3 separate regions of the Mus musculus genome follow, and all the other regions are linked to region 2. The links are chromatin contacts, called in public promoter capture Hi-C maps. All regions are on one chromosome and are shown on one strand. The core of a region is the stretch at or near the end of the contact, and the rest is flanking DNA. Distances in the headings are between cores, read along the strand shown. Region 1 holds the start of Tmem50b (transmembrane protein 50B). Region 2 holds the start of Olig1 (oligodendrocyte transcription factor 1). Region 3 holds the start of Eva1c (eva-1 homolog C (C. elegans)).

Evidence for each region. Promoter capture Hi-C pulls out the DNA fragments that hold promoters and counts their contacts.
Region 1: a promoter capture Hi-C map of embryonic stem cells shows a contact between it and region 2. The contact joins the promoter of Tmem50b here to the promoter of Olig1 in region 2. A contact is called at or near these places in 1 of 39 promoter capture datasets (embryonic stem cells), 2 of 115 datasets of contacts at active chromatin or transcription factors (embryonic stem cells and large pre-B cells) and 1 of 9 other capture datasets (liver).
Region 3: a contact with region 2 is called in a promoter capture Hi-C map of erythroid cells, with 2.1 times the contacts expected there. The contact joins the promoter of Eva1c here to the promoter of Olig1 in region 2. A contact is called at or near these places in 4 of 39 promoter capture datasets (cranial neural crest, embryonic stem cells and erythroid cells), 1 of 484 Hi-C or Micro-C datasets (embryonic stem cells), 2 of 115 datasets of contacts at active chromatin or transcription factors (both in embryonic stem cells) and 1 of 9 other capture datasets (macrophages).

Annotation. Positions count from the first base shown.
Region 1 is chr16:91,594,857-91,598,996 of GRCm38.p6, reverse strand. It overlaps Tmem50b (transmembrane protein 50B), which reads left to right and starts at 1,317. Exons shown (of 7, transcript NM_030018.3): 1 at 1,317-1,415.
Region 2 is chr16:91,266,907-91,271,119 of GRCm38.p6, reverse strand. It overlaps Olig1 (oligodendrocyte transcription factor 1), which reads right to left and starts at 1,351. Exons shown (of 1, transcript NM_016968.4): 1 at 1-1,351. The coding sequence starts at 1,243. The coding sequence ends at 461.
Region 3 is chr16:90,829,169-90,833,369 of GRCm38.p6, reverse strand. It overlaps Eva1c (eva-1 homolog C (C. elegans)), which reads right to left and starts at 2,511. Exons shown (of 8, transcript NM_001199210.2): 1 at 1,938-2,511. The coding sequence starts at 2,097.

The sequences.
Region 1 (4,140 bases), core at 68-2,567, 330 kb before region 2:
TTGTTTTTTTCGAGACAGGGTTTCTCTGTATAGCCCTGGCTGTCCTGGAACTCACTTTGTAGACCAGGCTGGCCTGGAACTCAGAAATCCACCTGCCTCTGCCTCCCAAGTGCTGGGATTAAAGGCGTGCGCCACCACGCCCGGCTCGGTTTGGTCTTGAATTTGCTGTGTAATCCAGTCTGACTGGAAATAGAAATATGCTTGAGACCATGATCATACCCAAGCTGAGACATTTTGGAATGCAGGGATCACAGGCATGTATCACCACACCTGTTTATATGATGCTTGGGATACAAGCCAGAGCCTTATGTATTTAAGGCTAAATAATGTACCAACTGAACTACATTCCCTAGCTCTGGGACAGATACCTAAAGATGTTCCCTTCTGCTGCCCCTCTTGCTTGTTAGTGTGTGTGCATAATCCCATACTCCAAAAAGGAATTTATGCAGTGAATATTTATTGAATACCTAAATCCTAGATTATATACAAGAACTACAGGAGTAACAGGATCCAGGATGTCATTTGTGACAGTTACGTGACACAAAAATCTTTTTGCTTTACTCTATCTAGGTGAAGTGTGTTTTTACCTTCAATGTAGTAGTAACTTGGACTTTGCATCTTTCTTTAACTGCATTTATATTCTGTAGGAAATGTGGTTTTTGAAGTTATGCTGAAAAATCCAGAGGCAGTATCTCTAAAGGAGATAAGTAAAGATTTGCTCCCAAAACAAGCCAAAAATCTATTTGGATAGACGGAAAAAGGAATCAGGCTGAAATAGCTATGTAGCTTTGCTTTGCGGGTACCCTCAGAAAACCAGTACTGACTGGGATCCCTGGACCTGTAACTTCATCTTCTGAGGTCTTGGTTTTTGAACGTCTTGGAGTGCGTTCTCGACTCTCGGCAGCTGGTGAACAATGCTCAACTGCTGATATGCAAGAGGACCTTGCGTAATAGGCTTGGGTTCCCCGTACCGGTGCTCTCACCGATGCTGAGGCGCTTGAGTTTACACTACTACCGCAAACCGCAGCAGGAGAGGTCCGGACCTCAGCTCCAGGACGCAGGTAGAGCACCGCGCCAGCCCCGCCCTCAGGAATCAAGCCCCGCCCTCTATCTAATCGGTCGCACTATGATTGGTCTCCGCAGAGCGCACGGGTCCAGCCCCGTTCCGCCTCTGAGGTCCCGGTCCCGCCTCCAGGGGTTATGCCCCGCCCACGCAGGCCACTTGCTGCAATCCCATTGGTTCCTGCGGTGCGCACGGCGCCTCGCCCCCGCCCCACCGGCGCCCTGGCCTCCCGCCCGCCGCCGGCCCCCGGCTCCCGGACTGAGGTTGATCGGGCCGCTGCTTCCCGGACAGACGCGCGCCCTCGACGTCCCTGCTCCTGCCTGGGCTCGGTGTAGACTTCGCAGGTAGCCGGGTGAGTGCGGTTGGCAGGTCTCGGGTTTCTGTGATCTGCCGATCGAACGCAGGGCGCCGGCCCGGCGCGGCCTGAGGTTCTGTGGCGCCGCCCGTGTCGGTGCCAAGGAGCGCGCGGGCGACCGGCGGGGCCCGGCCTGCGCCCGCGTCCTCTCGGCGCCCCGTGGCCCTGACGCCGCCGTGACCCGCGCTCAGCCGAGGCAGGCCGCTCCGCCGCGCATCTCGTCCTGAGTCTGGGGAGGTCCCCAAGGCGATCGGTAGGGGATGGAGGTCCTGTGGGGCACCGCCGCAGCCGCCACCGAGGCCCCACGAGCGTCTGGGGACGAGCGACCCTCCCGTTTGCTCGGAGCCGTTGCCAGGAACTGTCCTTGTATCCTTGACTTTCCCCTCCATCCTGCAAGCGCTGGGGGGAGAGGGAGGAGAGGGAGGAGAGGGAGGAGAGGGAGGGAAGTCTTTGGGAATTCATCCTAAGTGGCGAGTGGCCTTTTCAGAGAAGTAGCAGAGCAGTGGTCGTTGTAGGCTAGGCCATTTTGGTCTTTAGCCAGTAAGTTGGTTTTCACCACTGGAAGGTACTTGAGCCTGAGAGGTGGGTAGATACGTGACCTTTCCGACCGTAGCAGCAGAGGGCTGGGCTCGCTCTTCCACCTTGCTGCTGCGATGGGAGGAGGGGCGTGGGAATTCAAACCTCTCGCTGGAGTAGATATGCTCACCCTCAACAACATCCACCCCCCTACCCCCCCGTGCATCCTTCGCGCTCCAACTCTTCACCCTATTTGTACCACAAATCCCATTTCTAGATAATTCCAGGGGCGCTTATTCCCAGGCTTCTCATCCTCCTTTCTCGTTTGTCTTTTCTACCTGTGTGCGGCTTCCAAAAACCAGAGCCAAGCAATTTAAACACTTAAACGAGCATAGTGTTCAAAGACTTCCTGATCCTAAAAATGAAACCCAGAGGTTAATTTGCATAGCGATGCTTCAAGAAAAGCAGGTTTAATCGGAACGGGGTGAGGATGTAGTTTTTTCCTCTTCAGGAGACACACCCTTTGATCCTCCCCATTCTTCCTCTATCAGCTAGACAGCAGCCTTCAACGCTATTGCGTTGTTTGGTTTTGGTTTTGGTTTTCTAAATTCACTACTGGGGTCAATTGATTAAAGAATCAATCTTGCTTAGTCCTTATGTGTCTTTTAATGTAATAAACATTGAAGAAGATTATCAAGTAAAGTTTTCAGACAATACAGAAACAGCAAATAAAAAGTGAAACCCTCCAGCACGCCTTAAATCCCAGCACTCAGGCAGGTGAGGCCAGTCTTGTCTACAGCTCCAGTTCCAGGACTGCCAGGACTATACAGAGAAACCCTGTCTTGAAAAAAAGGCTGGGGGAGTTCCTCAAAATTCTCTCCTTCACTCTCCACTCTTTATGTCCCAGTTCTACTCTTTTTTTTTTAATTATTTATTATATGTAAGTACACTGTAGCTGTCCTCAGATACTCCAGAAGAGAGCATCAGATTTTGTTACGGATGGTTGTGAGCCACCATGTGGTTGCTGGGATTTGAACTCGGGACCTTCAGAAGAGCAGTCGACGCTCTTAACCACTGAGCCATCTCGACAGCCCCCCAGTTCTACTCTTAAGGAGGCCATCATAACACAATGCTATTTGGCAACAGATAATGACACATTTACACATTGATGTATGTAGACTAATCTTTTTTTTTTTTAATTAAAATTTTAAAAGTTGCTAAGAGGGCTGGAGAGGTGGCTCAGAGGTTGAGTGCTCCCTGCTATGAAAGAGGACCCAAGTTCAGTTTCTTGACTGAAGCCACATCAGACTCACAGCTCCCCTGAAACTCACACTCCAGGGAATCCCATGACTTTGGCCTCTGTGGGCACCTGCACTCAGATGCACTCCACACAGGATCACATATATACAATTTCAAAAGCCGTGTGCTGTTATTTGGATGTACAATAATGTGTTTTTGGTCTCTTACTGATAGACATTTTGGTTGCTTCACCTTGTAGGAGAGAGTCCTAAACACCAAAGCTGGGCCTAGCCAGGGCATCTGGAGGGCTCCATTCCAAGGGCTGGAAGGACAGCAGATACAGTCATTCCTGCGTTTTGTTCACCCGCAGCTTGTCTGCACTCTCCAGGGTCCATCACAGTCAAACCTTGCTCTCTGTGAGGCAAGGCCCAGTGGGTCTCAGGGCTTACAGGAGGAAGGCATCAGCGTGCCATCAAGATGAAGCCAGCCCTGCCAATTGGAGGGAGGGAGGACTCTGGGCCAGGCTCCAGGGCCATCAGCACAGGTTGGAGGCTGCCAGAGCAGTTGGGGCTGTGCGCTGCTTCCATTTGGCCTGCCATGCTCTGCCTCAGGGCACAGCTGGCTTCCTTAGCGTTCCTCCCTGGGTTGGCTCTCTCCTGTAGCATGCATTAGGTTGAGGGGTTTACCCTCTCTAGTGGTGCTCAAAGGCTGTTGGGGTTTGCTGAGAGGTGACCGTTTGTGAGCCCCTGAGGCCCTGCTTCGGTTCTCTTCCTCGCCCTGATTGATACAGTTGGCTAATAGATTCTCTCTAGGTTCTGCAGCTTCGCCCCACCCTGACCTGCTCCTGGGCTGCTGTTAAGCACTCCTCAGACCCTGGGCCATTTCCCCACTCATCACAGAGAAGTGCCACTTCTCTGTGAGTTTAATGTGGCGTGTGGCTCTGTTTTCATCCCCGAGTTGGGTATTT
Region 2 (4,213 bases), core at 102-2,601:
ACTGTTGGGGAGCAGCTCTTAGGCCAGGGAGCGGAAGCATGCCAGGAAACCAAGCTGGGGGCAGCCTTTCGCTGCACCCAGGGCAACCCCCTTATACCGCACCGGCCGGCTACCGTCCTCCCCGACTCCGCGATGCTCACGGATACGAGAATAGCCCGCGGTGGTGGGGGTTGTCACCCCTGCCAGTGGGTGAGTTGTGGTGGGGATGCGAAGACTTCTGGCTCTAAACAGGTGGGATTCATCTAGAATCCCAAGCAACTACATCGCTCCTTGGAACACCCGCTTGGGTTATTTTAATTGCCAGGGAGTGGGGGCGGGGAAGAAGGCGCCCTACAGTCTGTCGTCTGGGAGAGAAGTCTGGAAATGTCCTCCTTTCTGGGGCCAGCTCTGCCTAGATCCAGGACGCGGGGGCGCGGGAAGATTGGCTGAGGTCGCGCTCCGCCCCGGGCCCAGCCAGCCCTCACTTGGAGAACTGGGCCTGCACCGCTGCCAAGCCCAGGCCGGCGGGGACCAGATGCGGGAACTTGCACACCGCACAGGAGCAGAGGCCAGGGCTACCCGCGCCACCAGCTGGGAGAGAGAACTGGCCGCACGGTGGCTCGTCGAGCGCTAGAGACAGGTACTTGGTGGGGCGCAGCGTTTCGGGGGGTCCCACGGCACCGGGTGCCAGCAGCACAGAGCCCGGCGCGGCAGCCAGAAGAGGCAGGCCAGCGAGGAGCAGGCGCGGGGCGGCGGGTCCCGCACCGTCGCCGAGCGCGCGGCGCAGCTCCTGCAGCGAGCTACCCAGCAGCAGGATGTAGTTGCGGGCGAGCAGCAGCGTGGCAATCTTGGAGAGCTTGCGGCCCGGCGCGCCCTGGCAGTGCGCTGCCGAGTAGGGTAGGATAACTTCGCGCAGCGCGTCCATGGCCAAGTTCAGGTCCTGCATGCGCTTCCGCTCGCGGCTGTTGATCTTGCGCCGCAGCTGCTGCTGCTGCTGTTCCTCTTTGGCGTCGGCCCGGGCGCCCCCGGACTCTGGCGCAGGTCCCCGAGGTTCAGCGAGCGGAGCTTCGGCCTTCTCGCGCGCAGGCTTGGGGAGAAGGGATGCGGTGGAAGAGGATGAGGATGAGGATGAGGAGATAGGTGGCTGCCTGTAACCCACCAGCTCATACAGCGAGGCCCCGAGCTGCACGTCTCCAGGCCGCTGTGGCCGCAACATGGTCGCGGGAGCCGCGTTCACACGCGCCTGGGAAATCGCATAGTACATCTGGGGCGGGGGCTGTGGGGCGACCCGGGGCGCCCTTCACTAACGCCCAGGGGTGGGCCGGTCGGCAGATCGCCCTCCCCGCGGACCTGCGTGCCGGCGGATGACAGTGAGGGGCCGTGCGCGCCTGACACCTTTAAACCCGGCTTGGGAACCTGCGAGGACCGCGGTTGGCGGGGTGCAGCCAATGGAGGCGTGAGCTTGGCCACAGGCGAGTGTTCATTGGTCGCCTGAGCAGAGGTACAGCCAGAGTTGCCAGAGAGGGTTATCGTGGGGCGCCTGCGCGGGTGCCACAGCGCCCGCCCTGGGAGGGCAAGGGAGGGAGCTTTAGGGCAAAACATTGTTCCTTCCGAATTCTAGTTCAGCTGGTCAGGCTAAAATGGCTTTTGCCTCCCTTTATCTCTCGAGCTCTATTGCCATCCCTTTTTATAGTTACATTTGTCCTTGTAAAATGTGATCAGCCAGTAATCCCATCGCTGGGAACTACTGAAGCAGGAAGGAGAGGAGGCCAATCTGGGCTCCAAAGTGAGAGGTTGGCTGTTATAAAAATGCAGTCTAATATTCATAACATGAAACGTAACCATCCCAGAGTGCGCAGTTCAGTCGTTAAAACGCCTGACTGTTGACACGATTTTGCAACAGATGGCCAGGACTTGTTTGCTTTTTGCAAAACTTAAACCCTTAAACCATCAAAACAGCAACTCTAACTCTTGGTAAGCATTAAAGAGAAAACCCCCTCTGCTTGTCTTAGTTCTCACTGCTGTGATAAGCACTGGAACCAAAAGAAACTGAGGGGGGGGAGTTCCCTTGGCTGACACCTGCCAATCACAGCTCCTCACTGTGGAAAGTTAGCTCAGGAACTCAGGAAGTTAGCAGGCACAGAGGCAAGAACCAAGAGTAGCCAACTGAGGGGAGCTCTAACCTGCTTCCTTCTGCAGGCGCAGGATCGCAGGATCGGGTTACCTTTCTTATAGAGCACAGGCCCACCTGCTGGGAATGGTGCCAGCTCGCAGTGCGCTGGGCCCTCCCACATCAATTATTAATAAAGAAAATGCATCAGCGAGGAGTCCACCAGGCTGATCTGGTGACGTCAGTGTTCTCATTTGAGGTTCCCTCTTTTCAGGTATATCCAGTTGACAAACAACCACTTCTCCACCTTGGTAAATATCACCCCGGGTGGGGTGTGTCTGCGTGACTTTGTTTTCTCTGGGAATCCCATATAGGCAGTCAGTCGTATTTGTCTCCCATATACACAGTCGTATTTGTCTTTTAGTGGCTCATTGTTCATTTTGGTGACTTAGCATGTGTTCAGGCTTCATCCATGTCAGATATAGCGCGCATCTCGATTCTTCTCCTCCTGTATCCAAGGTCGGGCCCCACTCCGTGTTTATTAAAAGATAACTTTAAACTTAAGATCCTCCTTGTCTCTGCCTCCCGGATCCTGGGAATACAAGCACTCACTCACCGTGCCCAGTTTATGCACTGGTGTGGATCTGAAGCCAGGGTTTTGTGCACACAGGGCAAGCACCCTACCCACAGAGCCACGCAGTCCCAGCCTGAATTCTTCCTGCTGAAAAAGCCAAATAGCTCACTACACTTCCCAGGGACGTCTTACATTTCCTGTAACCACCGCCTTTATCTGAGCTCACAGAGGGTGGCTTCAACCTCAGGGCTATTAGGACAATGCTCCTATGTGTGTGTCTACCTGACCAGGGCGTAGGATGGTTACTTTCCGTTACTTTCACCCCAGCTCTCTGATCCACAGGTCTACAAGGATGAAGGAGTCTTTGGGGTTACAAAACATCTCATCCTTCCCCAAAGGGATGTGAGCTGTTTTTATCAGTGACTTGACTCTTCCTTAAGCAAACCCCACTCTGGCCTCTGATCAGAAAGAACATAACACCCGACATTCCTACCTGTTGAGGGGGGTACCAAATATTTCTCGAGCACAATGGGATTCCTTGTGGAAGCTGGCATCCCTGCACACAAGTGGGGCATACACCTGCAGCTTGTCAGAGTCCTGAACTGTCCCTCAGGAAGAGTTGTACGGTATCTAAAAACCCACTGACCAATAAGTGGCATCAGGCCGTTATGTCACTGTGAATTAGATAATAAAATGAGGGTCAGAATAAAATGCATCTCCAGTTGTACACTCGTTGCTTCAGGTGCACAACAGTGATTGTTGTTACCTGCAGAACAGCAGATGTGGGTCCTCCTCCCACGGCAGAAAGGTCAGATCTAGCTCCTAGCAGAAGATGCACTTCGCCCTGGATACTTTTTATGGAAGACAAGAAGGAGTGCCTGCCGTAAGAACTGCCGTTTGCTATGAACACACTTGCTGACTTCAAGACGGCCATGTTCTTTCACCAACATCGGTCCTCCAACCTCCAAGTGAACTTGTAACATCCTGCGTTGGTGCAGACTCAACACAGCTTTCCTCTTTGCCTGGGATACTCCCCAGCTCTCCTCTGTCAACATACTTGACCAAACACTGGCAGTATTGCTCCAGCCTGGATTGTCTTATGTGTAGAAATTATCTTGTCCAGGCAGGATGGTTTCCAGAGCACCTGTTTGTCTCTACATCCGTCTGAAGAGCAGTATCATGCTTTGGTGTCTCCTGTGTGTCTAAGAGATGCGAAGGTGGGTTTGAAATCACTGCTAGCTCACAATAACAACAAGCTCCTCACTGAAATATGCAAACGCCCGAAGGTGCTCACTCAGAGAGGACTCTGGCAATAGGAGCCCACTTGGGAAGAGAGGGGGTGGCTGGAAGAAAAAGCTGGGTTGAAAAACAAAATCGTACCAGACGGGAAGCAAAGTGACACTGAAGAAATAGAGAATTCAACACTTCACTAACCATGTCACCCTCAGGTGGAGCTTTCTGTTTGAAATGTTTTCATGTACTTGCATTTGACTCTCCCAGGACCCTGGTAGCTGGGCATTTTTGATCCCCATTAAACATGATAAAACTGA
Region 3 (4,201 bases), core at 1,262-3,761, 440 kb after region 2:
ACCTGGGTTTAAACCTGAGCAGGCCTACAGTTTGGGAAGACAGAACCACATGTTTCTTTCTGTCCCTAGAGAGTAAGGAGGAAGGCTGAAATGGCCCGGCAATGCCACCACCTGCTGTTGGCTCTGAGACTTAGAAACCATGGAAAACAGCAGGAAAAGCCATCCATCAATCTCACTACTTAAGAGCCAAAGCACCTGCTTCTCACAGGATGCTGCCTCCCAGTTTGTAGATTAGATCTGCTCTATGTCAAGGTGCTAAGCACAGTTAATTTCCAGACTCGTGTGGTAAACTGCACACTGTTAGTACTGTAACTGCTTCCCTCAAGAAACAAACTCTTAAGAGTTTATAATCTGCCGGTGGGGGAGTTTCATTACAATTTGTCTAAAGCAATATTTGTTCAGTTGCAATGATGTCATGGGATGGGGGTGGGGGGGTGAGGGTGGTTGTCGGCTTTTAATTCTTTCCTTACAATAATCAGGGCAAGAGAGTGGCTGAACTCGGAGCTGCTCGCTACAGCTTAAATCAGCAAACACAGAAAGTTTCTGGAAGCCAAGAAAGTTCTGTCACAGAAAAAGAAAAAAGTTCACAGTGCTTAGAAAAAAAAAAAACCCGATGAATTTCCTCAGCACATTTACCAGAGTTTTGATTCTCTGCAGCTTGGTTTTAAGGACTGTGGTTTGCTTGCCAAACAGGCATATCTTGGCTTCCTTGGCCGGGCAAGAACACTGCCTTGATATTAAATATTCTAAGCAAAGAACCTCTGACCTCAGCTAACAATGAATGACATTCTCTGTAAGCAAACCAGAAACCCAGCTCAAGTCTGCACTTCCAGTTTCTTTGCCTAGTAGTCTGTCACACGAGCAGAACAGAGCGGAGCAGACAGGTGACTTTACCACAATTATGCTGAAAAAGAAAAGAAAAAAAAAAAAAACGGTAGCAAGGGGGTTGCTAGAGTCTGTGCCCAGCCTGAGCTAGGCAGAAGGTCCCAAGAGAAAGGATGTAGGTAGAGATAGATGCTTCTTGGGGTTGATGGAGAAAGATGCCGAGCACATGGAGATCCGGGGCGGTTGCAGTGGTAAAGACATTTGTCACTTTGAGCATGGATTCTAAAAACCATCCCCACAACTAACTGCCACCTGCAGCCTTGCCTCACACCTTGCTAAGGTATTTTGCTCAGAGGTCAGGTAGGAATTCGCCAAAGAGCACATTGATCTTTGACTTGGCAGGAGAAAGTCGTGTGTGTGTGTGTGTGTGTGTGTGTGTGTGTGTGTGTGTGTGTGTTGGGGGGGGGGTGCTGCCACCTTTTGTTGGAGAGTCATGCCTCTGAGTCCAGTCTCTGTTCTGTCAGCTTCTATCAGTCTCCGGGCATCTCCACCAGACCTCCAGTCTTCCCAGGCTCCCCCCCTCGAGGCTGGCTTGGACTTTCTGTCCAACGTGCCCTGGACAAGTCTCCTTACATGGGTACCCTGGAGTCTGGTTGGGACGCACCCTTATCGTGTGAGTGGCCAGCCAAGTGCAACCCTTCGTCCAGACCACGGCAATCTTCCAGAGTTGGGCGTGGTACCGGGCTCAGCTTAGGGGTCCGGGCTCAGCTTAGGGGTCCGGGCTCAGCTTAGGGGTCCGGGCTCAGCTTAGGGGTCCGGGCTCAGCTTAGGGGTCCTCTGGTGAACATGCAAAGGTCAGGGCTGCGTCGCCGATGCCCAGGAAACTAACAAAAGTCAAGAGAGCCTAGAGAAACTCGAAATAAGCCCGGCCTTAATAAGGGCTGACTTCCCTGCTACCACCACCTAGATGCCAAGGGCTCCCACGAGGCAAGATAACTAGTTAGGGAGAACACTTCAACTTTAATCCAACCAGGTAGTGCCCCATGCAGAGGCCACTCACCTGGGCAACAGCTAGGGGAACGCGGGCTCGAGGCAAGCAAGAGCGCTCTTACCAGAGAAATCGGTGAGCGCGGAGGTCTCTTTGGAGCACACTAGGACCGTGCAGTAGAACAGGCGCAGAAGCTGCCCCGGAGGCTCTACCTGCCTGCGGAGGCCCTGATTCTGCGCCGATTGGGGCGCGGGTGGTGGACGCGGGTGTCCTGGCAGGAGCATGATGCGCGGCGCGGCTGGGCGCGGGCGCTGGCGCTGGGATCGCAGGCAAGGAGGACCGCGTCACATGGCGGGGCGAGTCTGTAGCCACCAGCTCCCGGCCCCCTGCCGCCTCCTTGTCCAGGCTGCTGGAGCTTCTTAGGCGGTCGCCGCCGGGTCCGGGATCCCCAGCCAAGGGGAGGGGGCGGAGACCCGGGGCGGGGCGAGGATCCCAGGGAGGCCGAGGCGTAGTTTCTTCAGAAGAAATCTTCCTGGCTCCATGAACCTAGGGAGCCAGCCTAGGGAGTTTAGGGGGTGTCACCTCGTGCTCCGGAGCTTGGCCGAGGCCGATCGGGGGCGCCGAGCCCAAAGCGGAGAGCGTCTCCAGCAGCGACCCGATGCTGCGCAGCTTGAGCGCTTTCCACGCCGGTGTCTCTAGGCGGGGTGATGGTCAAGAGCTGCTGGCTCAGCTTGCGCTGGCTCGGCGCCAACCTCACCCAGGCCGGTGGAGCAGCGCGGCTGGTGCCCGTCCGTGACGCACTTTAGAACCAAGGCAGCAGCGTACAGCCCTGGCTAGAGGGGAGCGGAGATCGTGGGAAGGGGGGTGGGAGGTGAGGTCCCGGAGATAGAGACATTACCGTCTCTGCCACCTTCAGCGCTTGTTGTTCAGCCACCAAGCACGCAGTACGTCTGATCGCACTGAATGGGAGACTGGGTCCTCAACTTTCTGCCCACCATAGAAATCTGCCTAGGCTCTAGCAGTCCGGACCTGAGGGAGCTGGTAGTCTCAAACCAGTCACGAGGCTCCGAGCCAGGTTCCTTTTGCTCGGATGGAGCTTCCTGTGGGTGCTAGTTGACAGCAGCCCTCGGGGATCTGAAACTGGGCTGGAATAAACAGCGGCTGAGCGCTTATAATTGAGCTTTGTTTTAAAATGGGCCACGGCATCTATATGACCCTGTTGACTACGTGCGGTGTCTACGCATTTGGACACCCGTAGACCAATAGATCGGTGATGACACCAGGGACGATGAGCGGGAGTCCAGAGCTGCGGGGCCAGGTGCTAGGCACTCGAGAGACCCCAGACCTAAGAACAGCGCAGGCGTCCAGGCCCCGCGGCGCCGGTGGGAAGGAGGAGGGCCCGGCGGGCGGGCGGGCGCTCGGCACAAAGTGTTCCCCATCCACCGCCGGGAGGGCTTGCCAAGTTCACCCAGCGCGCCTGACGCGGAAACGTAGATAATGAGGCCCAAGGGCGGGTCTAGGCTTCCAGCCCCGCCCTGCTCTGGGAGCAGAGCTCAGAGTGCGGAGGCCAGGCCAGCAGAACAAGAGGACACTCTGCCTCCCTGTGGCACTGTCTCAGAGCTGGACCACTAGATTCTAGGAGGATGACAGCCACACATCCTTCGGGGGGCTAGGTCGCCCAAATTGAGATCCTGAGGGTGGGAAGAAAATGCTAAATACTGGTGTTTGTATGGAGAGACCCAGTTTGCATAGCCTTGGGCTGGAGAGATGGCTCAGCGGTTAATAGAACTTGCTGCTTTTCCAGAGGACACTAGTTCAGATTCCAGCACCCAGCGCTGGCAGCTTGCAACCACCCTGAATCTCTCTCAGGGGACCCACGAACTCGAACTCTACTCTGCCCCCCCCCCCACACACACACAATCTTTTTTAAAAACACAGCCTCAATAATCATGGGATATAAGTTTAATATGAACGTCTTATGTTGGGTAAACTAAGGCTGGAAGAGTAGGTAAGGTTGCTCAATTCACAAAGACCACTGGAGAAAGAGTGTGCAGACCTCGGGTCCCTCCTATTCGTCTATCTTATCCCCTCATCTAGATCTAGATTGGCTACCAGTGTGTGTCAGGTTCTTTGGCAGGGCATGAAGATGCGGGCCCAGTAAGGGAACCGTGCTCCCTGAGGGATGGGGGCAGGCAGCATTGTGCTGTTGGGGCTGTAGAAGCTTCCAGATGTCTCTGACACTGTGAGTGCATCTCCATGCGTCCATATTGTCAGGCTGTGACCAGGTGATGCAGGAGATGTGTGTGAAACAGCCTGAGACACACAGAAGGTATTCGGTCCACGGGAGTCATCACTATACCAGGGAAGACAAGACCTTGGACCAACCAC